Linked DNA regions of Mus musculus: region 2 is linked to region 1. A link is a contact called in public Hi-C data. All regions are on one chromosome and are shown on one strand. The core of a region is the stretch at or near the end of the contact, and the rest is flanking DNA. Distances in the headings are between cores, read along the strand shown. Region 1 holds the start of Shox2 (short stature homeobox 2). Region 2 holds the start of Tbx15 (T-box 15).

Region 1 (3,094 bases), core at 172-2,671:
GTTATAAATCAGAAAGAGAGTTGTTTTCCCCCCTCCAAAGAGTGAGTCTTTTTTTCACAGTCCACGGTAAACAAAAATTAGTCGAGCGACAAGCAACATCGGTAATTTTTTCCGCAGAACTCAAAAAGTAGTCATCTTTTGTTTTTCAGAATTAGGAAATCGAACTAGAATGCCCCCCAAGATGCTAAATAATTAAGGGCAGGGTGCAGGGAGTTGTTAGGAAAAGGAGTAAGAACCCTTAGACCTCATAGAGAAAATCGAAATGGAACTGCGCCTGACCGGGCTGTAAGAAAATACCTTAAGACCGAATCTGGCAGAGAACAGCTGCTCAGGAAACAAGTTAAATCGACCAACCCCTTCTAGCGGGATGTGTCTTTATGGGAGTCAGCTTTGACTCCAAAGTAGTAGAGTGAATTACAGGGACCAGTACTCAGTGAGGCTGGCTGCGCGTTCGGAAGATCCTAAAAGGAGGTGAAGCCTTCCGAGGTGCTGCAATGAAGCCCCATTCGCAGCAGGCGCGTGAAGACCGGATGCACCGCTGTGCAGCTGCAGCGGCTTGGAGCAAGAAAGGGTGCAGGAACGGAATACTGGAATGGTTGCTAGGCCTATTAACCATAGAGAGCCCGATACTGGGCCAGAGACCAGGGGTCATCATTGTAGGGTCGAGCAGTTGGGATGCCCACCCAGAGCGAGGCTGTAGGGTCGGGTACTCTCTGAGGATACCCACTGACTCTGATTGCAATGCACTTGTCAGTTTCCTCTTGGCCCCGCCTCCGAGAAGTCTATCCAGTTCCCCAGTGTTTTACTAAGTCGTGACACCAACGCAAAATCCACGCTTAATTAAATTAATTAGGGATTCTTGTCAATCCTGGATTAATGGCCAAGAGCACCAGCGGCCGAGGCTATCAGAAAACCCGACCGCTGAGGACCTGCCTCCTCTCCCCGCCCCCTCTGGTCCCCTGCTTGCCCTCCCTCTCCAGCCCGGTGGACTCCAGCCTGGATCCTCCATCCTCAATATTCATATTCATATTCTCTCTCTCTCTCTCTCTCTCTCTCTCTCTCTCTCTCTCTCTCTCTCTCTCTCTCTCTCTCTCTCTCGTCCCCACTCCCTCTCCTCCCCACCCCAGGTAGTGGCGCTCCTGCTACCCGCGAAGGGGTTCACTAGGAGTTGCGAGGGGAGGTAATTTACTCAGAACAAGAGGCCCGCCTTTAGGAAGTATAAATAGTGAGACTTCAAGAGCTGCGTCGCTATCAGATCTGAACTCTCCGCAGGAAGAATTGTCAAAGATCTTAACATTGAACACGCGCACTCCGGCAGGGAAGCATCAGTTCCCATTTCCCTCTGGCGGCCCCCGCCCCTTCCCTCCTCCCCCCTCTCCCCCTTTACCCCCTCCTTCCTCCTCCTCCTCCTCGTCCTCCTCCTCCTCTTACTTCTTTTTCTCCTTCTACTTCTCCTCTTCTTTCTTCTCCTCTTTTTCTTCTTCCTCCTCCTCCCTCTCCTCCCCCATCCCCCTGCCCCATTGATGTGTTATTATTGGGGGGGCTGGAGCAGTAAAAAAAGAAGGAGGAAAAAAAGAGCGGGGCTCGGCAGGGAGAGCTTGAGCGCGAGGTTGACCGGCGGCGGCAGCGGCCGCGATGGAAGAACTTACGGCGTTCGTCTCCAAGTCTTTTGACCAGAAAGTGAAGGAGAAGAAGGAGGCCATCACGTACCGGGAGGTGCTAGAGAGCGGGCCGCTGCGCGGGGCCAAAGAGCCCGGTTGCGTCGAGCCGGGCCGCGACGACCGCAGCAGCCCGGCAGTCCGGGCGGCCGGCGGAGGCGGCGGCGCGGGAGGAGGCGGAGGCGGAGGCGGAGGAGGCGGAGGAGGTGCTGGAGGAGGAGGAGCAGGCGGAGGAGCTGGAGGAGGGCGCTCTCCCGTCCGGGAGCTGGACATGGGAGCCGCGGAGCGGAGCAGGGAGCCCGGCAGCCCGCGGCTGACGGAGGGTAACGGCCTGCCCCCGGCCGCGGTTCCCCTTACTGCCTTCCCTTATCCTCGGGGCGGGAGAGGACCCGGGACCCGAGCGGGAGGAGGGCGGCATCGCAGAGGGCCCTGGACCCCAGCTTTGGGAGATACCGGGATAGTGGAGGGGTAGGAGGCCAGACTGCTCCGTCGTGGGTGGGGTCCTCGCGTGGGGGAGGGCGTGGGGTTTCGCGCACCCTTCTCTGTCGCTCCGGTTGCACCGAAATATGTTTTTCGCGAGCGGGAGGATGGGGCCGCGCTGCGGGACGGCGAAGTTTGTGTGGCCCGCGGCGAGAAGGGGTGCGGCAGGGGCTCACTAGGAGGCCGGTTGTAACTAGCCCGTAGTCCCGAGTTTGCCAGAACCCCTTTCCTAAGCCTAAAGGAGAGAAGGGGAGGGGAGAGAAAGAGGAGAGCCACACGACATTGCCCTTCTTTAGATTTGCCATCAAAACCACTGTAACTCTGCAAAGCCCCCAAATCTCCGGATCTTGGGGACCAAACTTCACATTCTTACTGAACAGTTAAGGTAGGAGCCAGCCAAAGGTCCAGGCCAAGGTGATTCCCTCTCGGTGGAGGAATTGAGGAGTAGAGGGTGGGGGACGACGACGAGGACACTACATACACAATTTCTTTACTGGCTAGAATCGTGCAGTACTTTAGGAGAGAGAGAGAAAGAGATGGAGAGAGAGAGAGAGAGAGAGAGAGAGAGAGAGAGAGAGAGAGAGAGAGAGAGACTTTTGGAGAGAGCAGTGTTAGAAAAAGGCTTTATCTAACCGGTGAAGCGTCCATCAACTCAAAGTTAAAAATTAATTTGGCACTCGGTACTGCAGTAACTGGTGTGCTGCCATATTTTTCCAATTAAGAAAATATGTGGCATGCGTAGAATCACAAATTTAAGCAAGCAATTAACTTGTTTATAACACGGTCTGTTCCTGTTTAGGCCATTAAGTGGAAAGTTGGGGGCGAAAGAGACATTATATTAAGTCTATTAATCAACTTGAAATTTGGATTTGTTTTCCTTTGAAGCCCCTAAACTTTGAGGGGAATCCACTCTGGGGGTGACAACAGACAAAGCCAGTCCACCTTCCCATCTGAAG
Region 2 (3,094 bases), core at 300-2,799, about 32 Mb before region 1:
GATGGATGAAATAAATCTCCTTTTAATTTTCTTTTCATCGACTAATAAAAATAATTCCCCAGCACTAAACCCAAATTCCGTAACGGGCCGCAAGAACACGGAGAATTCATGAAACTCTGTCTCTGCAGGTCTCTGGCTAATCGAGTTATTATTAGCCTCGGGAGCGTGGAAACTGAACTGTCACTGCTGAAAGAGAAAATGTAAGCGACAGCTGTCCCTCTTCGGGCTTTGGCTAGCTTTCAGGCCAGGATCCTCAAGCTCCCGAGCCTACTGCTGCTCCCATTCCTGTGTGGGCGGCTGCCTGACTCTTCCCCCCCACCCCCAAGCCGTGTAGGACAAGGAGTCTAGTCCTGGATCCTAGCTGGTCCGCAGGGACACCTTCTGCAGGGCCTTAGAAATCTGGGCTGAAAATACTAGTTGTTGAAAATATTCTGAAGCCGCTAAACCGAGTTATGAGTGTAGTGTTTGTGAGCGTGCTTACAGGATTTTGACAACAGCTGTTCCCCCGGGCTGTTTTGCACTGTTGAAATCTTGGCACTAAATACAAAATGTGAAGCTGTTTTCTCCCTCTTAGGGTTCTGTTAAAATACACACATTGACATCCGCCTTGAGTTTTAAGTGTTTTGTGCATATTAATTATGTACAATATGGAGAGATCTAAGAAAATTAGTTGAAACGTGCACCCACCCAAATACTGAGATGTGGGCACGGATTAAAGACCTGGGTCTCAGGATACAGTGTCTATCTACTATGTCCCCAGTGAAATAGAAATAATTATACTCCACCATCTAAAACTTAGTTGAGAGAGAAACTAAAAGAGAAAACCGGAACATTTCCCATGGCTGCCTTATAGGCTTCGTCTGGCAGCACTCGGGGGCTCTCAGAAGCACGGAAGCAAGTCTCAGATCCACTGGGCTCTTTCTCCAGTGTCTTTGACTGAGCTCTTTCAAACCCAGGGACCCGCAGCCCTCAGTCTCTGACACAAGAGAAGGGGGATGGACGCAAGTAGGCCTTGAAATTGGCGATTAAAATGCAAGGCTCGGGCCAGGCCCCCAAATTGGTTCCGGCGAATTTAGGGAGGCTCAAGGTATTTATGCCAAGAAAAAGGAACCCCCGTCGGAGTGAGGCAGGGAGTCAGCAGGCAGGGCCTCCCTCCACTCGCGGGGATACCGGCTGGTGTTCCTTCTCCACCCGCCTCCCGTCGTCCGATCCGACACACTCACCCGGGTGGGGCTCCAGGCCGTGTGTCGCCGGGTCGTCTGTGTCTCCGAGTGGGCCTGCGGGACTCAGCGCCTCCATGGACAAGTCCAGCCCCTTCTCCTCCCAGTCTCGCAGTTTCCGCTTTTTATTTGAGCCGATCAAGGCTTCAACGGAGAAGGCATGTGCTCGGGAGCTCAGGGCGACTGCAGATCTTCTCCGTTCACTCATTTTAGCCGCCCGCACCCGGGTCTCCTCTAGCCCGCGCTACTGAGCTGGCAGCCCCGCGGCCGCACGCTCCGAGCGCCCGCCGACCCGGCCCTGGAGAGGCGGCGGCGCCGCGGCCGAAACTGGGGCGGCGGCTCCGCGGGTGATCTGCGCCCTCCCTCCGTGTCCTCCCCCGCCCTCGACCGCCGGATCAGACCGGTGCCCCCAGCTGCCCCAGCCTCTAGGAACTAGCGCGGGGAACGCCGCCCGCCCGTTGCATGGAGCACTGAGTCCAGCTCCCCACCCACCCGGGCAGGCGCTCACAAACTCTGCTGACTGAACTTCATCTTTTCTTTTTTTTTTTTCTTTTCTTTCTTTCTTTTTTTTTTTTTTTTTTAAATTCACTCCCTCTTCCTTTTTCTCCTCCCTCTCCCCCTTCCCCACTCGTTCTTCCCGTCCTTCCCTGATCCAAACTTCTGGGAAACTTTTCCCCCCTGAATTCCTCCCTTCCCGAGGAACAGGGGGTAGGCAGTGAGCTCCTGTCCGAGGGGTGAGGGAAAAGGGAGGGGGAGCAGAAAAAGGCAGAGGGGAGGAAAGCCAGCCCCCAGCCAATGGCAAGAAAGGAACAAGAGAAAGCCCGAGAGCTCGGGCCAATGGGGAGAAGGGAGAGACTGAGGCTCGGGCCAAGGCTGTGCGCTGGCCATCCCCAGGATGCTTCTCTGCCAACTTTAACCCCTGGCTTCCCGGCACCCGACTTGTTTCTCTGTAGGAGGAGGGCAGTCGGGACAGCTCAAAGTCAAAATCTGATCTTCGCCCTTATAGACTCTACAAGTCCAAATACGAATCCATACAGTTTCCTTCCAAACTCTCAGGATCTAATAGAGCTAGCTATCATACTCAGTTCAGATGCAGATCTGGGAAGCTGATGCTGTGACAAAATGCTAACCTGTCCCTCTCCTCAAAAAAAAAAAAAAAAAAAAAAAAAAAAAGGCAGAAGATATTTCTGATCATATCACCCATGCCCCCAGGGGCTTTGAGATCTGCCCAAATTTCTCTACGCAGGTTTCTACTGTGTTCCAGATCAATGACTTTCTAAGCGGGTCCGGTTAAGGCAAAACGAAACAACAACAACAAAAAATTTTCCTGCTGCCATTCGGCCTTATAACTGAACATTTCAGGACTTCACGCTCCTTGTTCTACCTGATGGAGGGAGGAGACAGACACGCTGAGAGTTAAGAGACCTGCATGGGCCGCTTAGCTTGCCTCGGGGTCTGCAAACTTACCCTGCTAGACTGGGCCCCTGCACCACACAAATAGTAACTTTCATAGCGCAGCAGACTCTGAGCTGCGCTTCGCCTATCCCGGGCTCTTATTCCAAAGAACCCACAGCGGGTGCCGGGGTTGGGGGTGGGGGGGAGATAGATAAGACTTCTGATAGCTGGGAAGGAACTTTTTCAAAATTTCTTCAAATCCCCTCATCTCCAGAACTTGGCTCTCATCTCTTACTAATGATCTCCCTTTGCTCCCACGCCTCACTTTTAAAGCTTTCAGGACCGTTCATTCACCACAGATAACCTAGGAACTTAAAACAACATCCCCCACCATTTTTGTTATCCAACCGCTCACCAAGTTATTTATCCTCATGGATAAATGGCATAAGGCCTCAGATCGCAGACTTATACGGAGGCCA

What was found. A called contact is a pair of places that touch in the nucleus more often than the background predicts.
Region 2: a Hi-C map of uterus shows a contact between it and region 1, with 14 times the contacts expected there. The contact joins the promoter of Tbx15 here to the promoter of Shox2 in region 1. A contact is called at or near these places in 1 of 39 promoter capture datasets (cranial neural crest) and 2 of 484 Hi-C or Micro-C datasets (LSK cells and uterus).

What each region holds. Positions count from the first base shown.
Region 1 is chr3:66,980,098-66,983,191 of GRCm38.p6, reverse strand. It overlaps Shox2 (short stature homeobox 2), which reads left to right and starts at 1,421. Exons shown (of 5, transcript NM_001302357.1): 1 at 1,421-1,981. The coding sequence starts at 1,636. It also overlaps a transcript of Rsrc1 not described here.
Region 2 is chr3:99,252,215-99,255,308 of GRCm38.p6, reverse strand. It overlaps Tbx15 (T-box 15), which reads right to left and starts at 1,549. Exons shown (of 8, transcript NM_009323.2): 1 at 1,224-1,549. The coding sequence starts at 1,428.